2 separate regions of the Mus musculus genome follow, and region 2 is linked to region 1. A link is a contact called in public Hi-C data. All regions are on one chromosome and are shown on one strand. Each heading gives the region's core, a stretch centred on a gene start, on an enhancer-like site or on the middle of the called end of the contact. The rest is flanking DNA. Distances are from core to core; before and after follow the strand shown. Region 1 has its middle 30 kb from the start of Ppp1r1c. Region 2 overlaps Ppp1r1c (protein phosphatase 1, regulatory inhibitor subunit 1C).

Region 1 (5,427 bases), core at 979-3,478:
CCCACTCAGTTTCTTTTCTAGCTGCTATGTTGTATACTTCACCCGACTGTACATTTATTCAGACACACCAGAAGAAGGCATCAAACTCCATTACCGATGGTTCTGAGCCACCATGTGGTGGCTGGGATTTGAACTCAGGATCTCTGGAAGAGTAGCCAATGCTCTTAACTCCTGAGCCATCGCTCCAGCCCCTGTACATTTCTTCTTTGCTGCATTATCACAGATGTTTATGAGGGCAGACTCCACGTTATCATCAGAGGAGCCAGTCTTAACCTTCTTCTACCTTCCAATGTCTTCCTCACTTTCCCATGAGCCTTCACTGAACCTGCCTTGAAGCCATTCAGATTCCCACTACTCTACATGAGGACTTTTGGTTTCCACTAATGCCACCCCAAAGCTAATGTCCGTGCTTTTGGTTACGGCAGCATCTCGCGTCTGGGTACAAAATCCAACAAGAGCATAAACTATCTCCAAATGAGTATACCAAACAGTAACTAGTATTCATGTACCTACAATTTTGCCAATGTTTGGCAGGAACTACTTAATGTGACGTCACCTCCCCAGGCGGGGTTGGACTTAACTGAAAGCTGGAAAGAACATTCGGTATAACTGGCTCCCAGAATCGGCAATGTGGTGCAGTCAACTGCACAGGAATATATCTAGAGCCGGAGGCCATAGCTTCTGTTTTTCACGGCTCATTCTCCCAAGGCTCATCTTTCTGTTCCAGAACAGTAGGTGAGACCCAGAGAACATGCATCTAATGAGAATAACATGAAATCACACGACATTATCTTGTCATAATTGTGACAGTAGCAGGCTCTCACCTCCTCTTTCCCTGTCCCTCTGCAGCCATAGATACACAAACAGTTGCAGAGGGAAGACTTAAATCCCTTTAAAAATATATACTTATATGAACTCACAAGTGCAGGTGCCTATAAAGGCATAAGACGGCATCAGATCCCCTGGAACTGGAGTTACAAGTGGTTGTGACCCATCCAGTGTAGATGGCAGAAAGTGACGGACGCTGGGTCCTCTGAAAGGGTAGCGAGTGCTCTTAACCACTGAGCCATCTCTCCAACCCCAAACTCCAGGTCTGAATGAAAAAATAACTAAGTTTCAGAAGAGAAAATGGGGGGTACTGCTGGACTCATATTCAGAAAACACAGTTTGCTATAGAAAGAGAAAAAAATAACTGTATAAGGACATCGATTTTAGGGATATATTCCTTATTCCTGATGATCAAATTATAGGAAAAAAAACTTAAAACTCTGTATTATTTCATGTTCCTCTGTGACTAAATATATGTCTAAACGCAGATATAACTATAGTCTTTGTTTCTTACATATTCTTGCCAAACAAAACCATACTAAATTCAGGATTATAATAAATTCATGTACCTATTTCTACTCAAGGAGAACTTTATTTTCATAAAAAAAGGAATTGTTAAGCTGTAGGCTTTGAATGGATAAAGTTCTCTTTTGATTTTTTTTATTTCTAAAGTCATATATACATAAACATCATATACATTACAGAGTACTATGTGATATTTCAAATGATGTGTACATTATTTAAGTCAGGTTAAATGTATATTTCCTATTGTTTACTTTGTTAAAATATTTAAAATTATTTTTATCATTTCTTTTTAAATATGCAGTGCATCACCTAGTCACTCCAGTGTGTGTACTTTCTCACACTACTATGACTGTAACTCAGGCCTCATCTGTGACCTCCTCCTTTTTCCTGTCAGTATTGGGGATTCAGAGTCTCGTGTCAGCCAGTTAAGGGCTCAGACATCTCACCTCCTCCTGCCTCTTTCCTTTTCCCAGTAGATACCAGTCTCAATTTCTACAGGACCAACATTTTTTTTTTTTTTCTTTTTAAATCCCACATGACATACTTACGTAAAAACTTCTGGTAGTCATTCCCACAACTCAAGATAAACAACCAGAAACTACTTAACTTTTTTGGCAATCAGTATGAAATCTCAGCTAAGCAACTTTAAAACCCCACAGACAGGCTGTGGAGAACTTACTGTGACAGGAGGTTTATCTAGGATTGGACCAGAATGTTTTGAAGATGCCTTAATGTTTCTTGTTTGAACAAGAAACAGGAAGTTGGCAGTTGGCACCACCTCTCAAAAGTGCTCTCTTTTTAGTATAGGTAAGAGATGTCATGTCAAGGTCATGAAATATAGATATCCACACTTCCTGATTCTGTCTCTTAGACAAGTCACAGTTAAATGTCACTCCATTACTCATCTCTTGGCTGGAACTGCCCATTTCCTTCTACCAAAGATAGTGCCTAGTCTAAAGTGTTTTCATAAATGACAGTCTAAGGTATTTCCAATATCTAGCAATTGAATATTTACTCTATTCCAGAGTTGATGCCTTTCAGAATTACATCAAGTTCAAAGTCAGTTGGCTACCATACATCAATTAGTATCTAACATTCTGAACATTTCACAAAGCAATTACAGTTTAGTTTGAATATATTTTGTTTGCAATATACATGCTATAATAGTAAGTCAACTCATTTAATTTAGAGTTCATAGTAAGAATAAAATGGGGCTGGAGAGATGGCTTGGTTGGGAAAGCATGGAGACCTACATTGGATTCCCAACATCAATGTGGTGCCCTATGCATACAATCCCAGAGCTAGGGAGACAGGTATGTCCCTAGAATTCAGTAGCCAGCCACGTTAGCTGAGACTACAAAGCTCCAGCCTCAGTGAGACACATGGGCCCCAAAACAAGGTGGCCAATGACATAAGGAGACACTCAGTGACACACCTGTGGTCTCGAATGCACACACACATATGGACACACACATACACACACACACACACTCCATAAACAGTAATTGTCTTAATTTGTTTCCTTTGCAAGGACTATATTCTTTTTTTTTTTTTTAAAGATTTATTTATTATATGTAAGTACACTGTAGCTGTCTTCAGACACTCCAGAAGAGGGAGTCAGATCTCGTTACGGATGGTTGTGAGCCACCATGTGGTTGCTGGGATTTGAACTCCGGACCTTCGGAAGAGCAGTCGGGTGCTCTTACCCACTGAGCCATCTCACCAGCCCCGCAAGGACTATATTCTTTAGAGGCTGAGTCTTACACTGTAGACCAGGCTAGCCTGAACTCACTATGTATTCCTTCACAGGTTCACCTTGAACTTGTGACACACTTCCTGCCTTAGCTTATCATGTGCTGAAATAACAGGCACGAGCCATCTCACATAAATAAGGCTTTGAAAGTTTTCTCTAGTTTATATTTCACAAGAATATTTTTCTAAATATAAAATAATAAAGACAGGTAGTGATGACACATCACTTTAGTCCTAGCATTCAGGAGACAGAGGCAGGGAATCTCTAAGTTTGAGTCCAGTCTGGTTATAGAGAGAGTTCCAGGACAGCCAGGGTTACACAGAGAGACACTGCCTTAAAACAAAACAAAACAAAACAAAACAAAACAAAACAAAACAAAACAAAACAAAACAAAACAAAACAATACCTATAAAACAAGTATCGTGATATGCTGATGTCTATCCTCTTCCAGCCTCAGTGGCACCCTCAGTCTTGTGCCACAGCCTTACAGGTACAGACTCACACACAGAGATAAAATTTTAAAAATTAAAGAAATTTTATTACCGGTTCTTTTGATTCCTTTTTTTTTTTAATTGAACAAGGAAGGATGGTTAAATAAGTAAAACTGTGATGAGATTTTAGATGAGAAAATAATAAAAATATGAATGTTTAATATTCATCATTTGAACACTTTTCTGTTCTTAAATAAGGCAGGAAGGAAAGAATTCGTGCCTGACACTGCCTCCATTCTAAGGTTCCGCCCAGGAATATCTGACTCTGTTGATTTGAATGAGGGTGTATAGCAGAGACCAGTAGAGGTACCCGCATGGGTGGTTCATACCCACAGCTAGCACATCCAAGGAGACAGAGCCGAGAGCAGAAGTGAGCATGATTTCCCCAAGGATTTCGGAAAGCAAGCTGGGCAGTGAGCAGTGCAGCTTTGCCACCAAGGTAGGCACTGATAGCAAGGGAAGGGCTCTCCTTCTCACATCATGCCAGAATGGCATCCACTGAGAACCCAGTGGAGAAGCAGGTTTGCCTTCACATGGAAAACTGCAATTTCCTCATTATTAATGCCATCTGTTTGTCCTCACGGGCAGAGCTCTGAATAAACATTACTTCCATTTGAATGCCTGTATTTTATATATATTAATAAGTAATAATGGTATAATCTCTGGCCAAATATAAATCTACATATTCACAACTGAGGTTTAAGTAATGACCCTAATTATTCTAACTGTGCCCACACACGCTGTTATATGCTTGTGAGTCTAACTTAGAATCTGCTTTAGACTTAAAGGTGTTTTTGTTTTTTTAAAAAAATAGTATCTTTGGGCTGTAGAGATAATAGAAGGAATCATGAATCATGAATTCATGGACTTACTAAGCAATTACCTCACGAACAGTGTTTAGCGTGGTTGGCCTTGTTTTTAATCACTTAATCGCTTCCTAAAAAGGAATGGTACAGCATGTACTTCAATCTGAGGAGCTGCCCATTGTTGGTGTATCATTCAGTAGACAAACCTTCAAAAATAATCTCAGGGTTCCTTCTGTGCCTTCTTTGGGAAGGCTCTTGGCACAGCATCCTTGAGCTATGAACAATGTGCATCTCTGAGAACATCACTCTCATCAGGCACATGGGAACTTAAAATCACTTTTGGTGTTCTGGATAACATTTACTAATGTTCCTTATAACCTCATATGCTCCAGGTCTCCATCTTTAATCGAACAACTTCACCCAAACCAAAAGACATGGGTGGACTTTTCTGACTGCAGTAAATGACACTCAAATTCTGAATGCAGAAATGGACACTGCTAAGCATACCTTACATTAAAAGATGCATGTTTTTTTCAGCCCCCTTCACGACTCACTCTATATAGCATGGTGGCTTGAACATGGTAACTTCCCAATAAACCCAGGAAAGAAAAAGAATACCAATGATGAGATTCCCTTTATCTATATACTAAGTGATTGGTCTGTTGGCTCAGCCTAGTATGCCAGTTGTTAGACCAATGGTTTTTATATCAAAACTTGAAATTCTTATTCTGTTAGAAATAACCCAAAATTGGCTTAAAACCTGAATAGCTAAGATTGTCAATGCTTGCATTAGTTCCTATTTGTTTAGAATATCTGGCTTACATGTTTGCCATCACCATCATAATCAACTTGTTAAACTGCTGAATAATTTGACTAACAATATTTTTCTTCAATTTTTTTATTCACTTACTTACCAATCACAGGCCCTTTCCTTCTCCTTGCAGCCTTACCCTTACAAAACCCTCCCCCCACCAATGTTTCCTCCCCTTCTCCTCCCTTGGGTACCACCCGACCCTGGGACATC
Region 2 (5,427 bases), core at 1,330-3,829, 97 kb before region 1:
TGGGCACATGGAGAACAGTGGGAGCCTTCACAACACCTGGAAGACTCAACAGTTCTTTCATGGATTGAAAATGAAATCTTAGATGGCCAGACTTTGAGATGCAGTCAAATGTTAAGCAGGTTTATTGAGCAAGCGCGCGCACACACACACACACACACACACACACACACACACACTGAGACTGAACATCAGGAATTAGTCATAAGCAGAATAAGAAAATCGGCAAAGAGTCTGGAGAGCTGGCTCAGTAGTTAAGAGTGTATATTGCTTCTCCAGAGAGCCAAGTTCAGTTCCTAGCATGCATGTCATGTGATTCCAGCGGCAGAGGGGTTGGGATCATCTGCAGGGACTACCTGGGCACCTAGGTTTCAGATTTTAAGCCTCCTGAAGTATAAGGAAAAAAAAGTTGCCTTTTAAGTCCTGGGTTGGTGACAATTCTCAATGCAACCCTAGGAAGCTCATACCAAGTTTTCATTTTTTGTAGATGAATCATAAATATCAGGGCAGTGAAACCAGACAGGGCATCCAACAGCATTCTCAAGGTCAGAGAATTAAATGGTGCTGGAACTCAAACAGAGATTGTCCGGCTTTAGCTTTTTAGACTTAGCCCCTACCTATACTGTCTCTATTATGATTTCTTTTAATTGCCTGATAATAAAGAGTGACATAACACGTGTTGGGGAACTAGAGAGCACCAAGGCACCTTGTCCCTCTAAACACATACAATGTCAAGTTCAAACCACTTCGATAATAAAACCACGGTGTATTATCTTGATAAAACCTAATATAACAAAACCAACGTTTTCTCTCTAAGTAGCAACAGAGAGCTAACAGAGACACGGGTCTATTTGGAATAATTCTGTGGGAGATACTGTTTATCCATCTTCTTTTATGGTTTTATTTAAGGGTTGGGGCCTGATAATTCTTGTGGAGAGCCGTGAGCAATCGCCATTACAAGATGGCGCTGGCTTCCTCAGTGCCTAACTAGTAAACAAGCAATGTGCGCAGGTGCTGAGGTAAATTCGTGCCAAGTCACTGCCCATCTCAGGACGTAGCAGTAGGGTGATGAGTGAGCAGCTAATCAGGAGCTGACACGTCACAAGGAGGGGTACCTAAGCAGCTCCTTTTTCCGGGATCGGGGTCTTCCTGAGAAGTAAGCAATAAAGCTTTGCCGTAGAAGGATCTGGTTGTCCGAGTGTGTTTTGCTGGCGAAACGTTACAAGGACAAATTCTGCATGTAGGGGTTACTCTAATTTGAATCTTTTAATTTTCAAGATTGATTTTTATGTGTATGGGTGTTGTATCTGCATTTGTATCTGTGCACAACATGTGTGCCGCGCCTGCAGAAGCTGGAATGCATTGGAGTCCCTAGAACTGAAGTTGCAGAAGGCTGTGAACTGCCCCATGGGTCTTGGGAATCAAACCCAGGTCCTATGGAAAAGCACCAGTGTTCTTTGTTTGTTTTGTTTTTTGTTTTTTGTTTTTTGAGACAGGGTTTCTCTGTATAGCCCTGGCTGTCCTGGAACTCACTTTGTAGACCAGGCTGGTCTCGAACTCAGAAGTCTGCCTGCCTCTGCCTCCCGAGTGCTGTGATTAAAGGTGTGCGACACCACCGCCTGGCTTCAGTGTTCTCGAGTCATGTCTCTAACACCCCACTCCCCAGATATTTTCTTTATACCAAAAATAAATAAATTTTGATTATGTAACGGGAGTAGTCACGTGCTGACTTTTTACAAGGAGTTTCTATGGGTGAGCGTGTTGCATGGCCATGCAGAGTGTTGGGCAGGAAATTAGCTTTCAGTCTGAGTCTCTGTGAAACCTAGTCTTCCCAGGAATGGTGGAAAGTGCAGTTAGCATGCCTATGCTGCTTGCCAGGTCTGCACTATTTTGTTAGTTCATTATGACTCCCTTTAAACTAGTTTCTCCTCGTTAAAGAAATAAATGAGAAACTTGGTTGGAGTTGGTGAGGGATATGTTGCTTAAAGATTACACATATTAGAACCGTCAAGGCTCAATTTTCTCTTACTCCATTCTCTTTTTGTGACCTTCGCAAGTGAAGACCACCATCATTGTCTTAAAGAAGAAATGAACAGGAAGTTAGTTAGTTTGAAAAAGACCATCCCAGGTTTGTGTGCTATTCCTTTGTACAGAATAAAGGTAGCTTCAGACTTGAGAATAATGCCCTAGTATGTGACAGTCCAGAGAGTTTCAAGGGTAAGAAGCTGATAGTGAAGCTGGCTTTGGTTAGGGTTAGTCAGGAAACAAACAAACAAACAAACAAAAACCATAAAAATAAATAACCTGCCTACCATGTCTAGACCCTGTTTGGGTTTTAGTTTCTAAGCAAAGCAATATCCAATCGGCATACAAAATAGTTGGAAGGTAAAAGATACAGAGAGAGTGTGTCTCACAATATAAGGACACCAAAACTAAAGAACTCCTTCTGCTGACTATTCATTTAGTGTAAGCCCATTTTGTGCTGAAAAGAATACATTTTGTTCTGATTTCTTAAGCACTACTTTCCAAGAGAACGTCTGAAATCTTAAGTACCAGCAGAGGGCGCTCTCCTCACAAGCTCTTCGTTCTTCACATGCTATGAGAACTTTGTGTAAAACCCTTCAGGTCTCATTGCCAGTGAATAAAACACAGAGTCGTGGCCCCTTGTTCCTGGAGTGTTTATATAAGAGACCAAAACATTCCCGGGAGATCTGTTGGCCAATTACCAGGGTGCAGAGGAACAGTATTCATCCAGCACACACTGGAACACACACTGGAGAGGCTCCAAGGGATCTGCTCAAGTTAATGAGTAATTATGCAATTATGTGAAAATATACACACACAAACACACACATATGTATATATATATATATATATATATATATATATATATATATATATATATATGTGTGTGTGTGTGTGTATATATATATATATTTATAATAAGTATATATGCACACATATAGATACATATATAAACTCAGGGATCAGAAAGGATTAAAATACCTGTCTATAAACTAGGAATGTGTATACAAAAAGCAAAGACCTCCAAAGATTCAACAAAATTACTTCATCCTAGTAAAATGAAAGTACACTTTTAGAGTTGACAACAGGCTCTGCAATATTTCCTTTTCCAATATTTCTAAAACTAAATTCAATCTATCGATAATTAAAACTGATGCTCATTAAAATCAAAACTTTTAGAGCTTTCTCCCTGTCAGCTTTGAGATCTGGGAACATGTATCTTAATTTTTAAAAAGTCACATAAGAACTTGAAACGTCCTGATACTCTAAAGCAGGCAGCCTGGGCCTGGAAAGGGGGATCAACCAATAAAATGATTGCCACACAAACGTAAGGATCTGAATTTCATTCTGAAAGACACACAAAAATATCCAGGAGTGGTGTACATGCCTGTAATCCCAGTGTTGAGGAGGAAGAGACAAGCTCGTTAGCTAGCTACTCTAGTTTCATCAGTAAGCCCCAGGCTAATAAGAAAATAAGGTACACAGAGACCTGATGGAGAAATACATTCTTAAGTTCATAGGTACACACACACACACACACACACACACACACACACACACGCACACACACTCACGCACAGTGGTATAATGTAAAGTCTACACTATCTAAACCTTGAAGCATTGCCTGACTTCAGTTGTTGTTGTTGTTGTTGTTGTTGTTGTTGTTGCAGCCATGAAATTTAATCTAGTTCTTACACACATAGGTTTCATTTCTGGCTTGACTTCAACTTAGAAGATTTTCTTAAGTTTACATTACGTCTAGGAAACAAAGCTCACATGTTAGGGCTTGAATCTGAAGCACCCCCCACAGGTTTACACGTTTAAACACTTGATTCCCAGCTGGTATTGATACTTTGGAAGGTGGCAGAATCTTTGGCTTGTGAGACCTGGCTGTCGGACACTAGGAGTGGGCTTAGAGGTTGTAGCTCAGTCCTGGTTTTGGTTCAGTATGTCCTTCCTTCCTTTCTTCCTCCCTCCCTCCCTCCCTCCCTCCCTCCCTCCCTCCCTCCCTCCCTCCCTCCCTCCCTCCCTCCCTCTCTCCCTTCCTTCCTTCCTGTCTATCTGTCAGTCTGTGTGCCACAGCAATAAGACCATCTGCAGCCAGTTCCTGCTATCATGGACAGAACCAGTCCGGCTGCCAGGTCTTGCTTGCTGAAGTGCATGGTACCCTCGAAACTACAAGCCACTAAGTTGTTTTTGCAAGGTATTTGGTCCTAACAATGAAAAAAAAATAACTAATATAGCAAGTAATTATGGAAGATTAATTAAATCATAACTAAAGGACCCTTTCTCTGCCACCTTTTAAGAAAATCCAAGAGAAAAGTGGTTTTTTGTTGTTTTCACAATTTTTTAGAATGAATAGCATTGGTACAAAGGAATCTATAGACATCCACTTTTTCTAATAGGCTAAGAACATTTGCCAAATGAATCTCTCTCCCACATCTCTTCATGTTAGTATTTACAGGTGTGTTTTTAAAGACCCGAGTTACCTAATAGCAGGGGAGGAAATGGAACGTTGAAGAAAATATCATAAGCAAGATGCTACAGGCACACAGAATTGTGAAAGATCAATAGAGAAATATTTTGAAAGAAATATTTCACAAGTGCTAATTAATTTATTGTGTAGAGGGGCAATTACCTAAGGGAATAGTGTTAGGACTAGAAGATGTGAGGTGACCTTATTAAACATCAGGACTCGAAGCATGAAAGAAAATCCGTGTTGGAAATTACAGATCCAAGATCCCTTCCTTCCAATTCCTTGCCGTGATTTTTACATATTGTGTGTTCAATAACATCAAAGGCATTAATAGGTACTATTATGATTTTGAGAGAAAAATTCAAAGCTGTGAGTGGTGGCATGTGCCTGAAACCCCAGCACTAGGGAAGCCATGACAGGAGGATAGCAAGTGCAACCTCGCTCTATAGCCAAGCTAGTCTTGGTAGGATGTAAATCAGTCAAGAAGAAAAGAACAGGGGAAAGATGGGAGGGAGGCACAAAAGAGAAGGGGGGGATATGATGTAAACAAATAGAAGGGGAAGGGACCTCTTATTCTGTTTTATCCTAGATCAAAATCCGTGATTTCTAGAAATTTTGGAGATGCTGGAAACTTTCTCCAAAGATTCACACCAATTCCCACAGAGGTAGACTTTGCAAGTCAAATAGCAATATAACAAATAATATAAATTAGAAACCTAAATTCATCTAAAAATGAAGTATGTTTTAAATTAAATTACAAAACATTGTGGCTGGGTATTTTGTTGTTGTTGTTGTCTATTCAAAAATGCTATTTTAATAAAATGTAACCACTATCCTGTTGTAATGTTCAAGACATGAAATATGTTTATTTTTCTAAGAACTGCTAGAAACTGAGACAAAACCCAGAATTTCTTTGTCACTAAATGAGC

Evidence for each region. Hi-C and Micro-C count contacts between places; a contact is called where the count stands out from the background.
Region 2: a contact with region 1 is called in a Hi-C map of bone marrow-derived macrophages, with 6 times the contacts expected there. The contact joins two enhancer-like sites. A contact is called at or near these places in 1 of 15 datasets of contacts at CTCF or cohesin (pro-B cells), 29 of 484 Hi-C or Micro-C datasets (the C2C12 cell line, the G1E-ER4 cell line, bone marrow-derived dendritic cells and 18 more) and 2 of 115 datasets of contacts at active chromatin or transcription factors (acute myeloid leukemia and bone marrow-derived dendritic cells).

Annotation. Positions count from the first base shown.
Region 1 is chr2:79,674,617-79,680,043 of GRCm38.p6, reverse strand. No RefSeq gene overlaps it. Among named protein-coding and RNA genes, the nearest start is that of Ppp1r1c, 30 kb to the left of the region's middle. Within about 2 kb of position 2,228, at least 16 of the 459 cell types and tissues checked have an H3K27ac peak or open chromatin away from gene starts, as enhancers often do. A contact at or near this core is called in bone marrow-derived macrophages, where this site is marked.
Region 2 is chr2:79,771,788-79,777,214 of GRCm38.p6, reverse strand. The region is part of intron 4 of Ppp1r1c (protein phosphatase 1, regulatory inhibitor subunit 1C); the gene reads right to left. Among named protein-coding and RNA genes, the nearest start is that of Ppp1r1c, 67 kb to the right of the region's middle. Within about 2 kb of position 2,579, at least 12 of the 459 cell types and tissues checked have an H3K27ac peak or open chromatin away from gene starts, as enhancers often do. A contact at or near this core is called in bone marrow-derived macrophages, where this site is marked.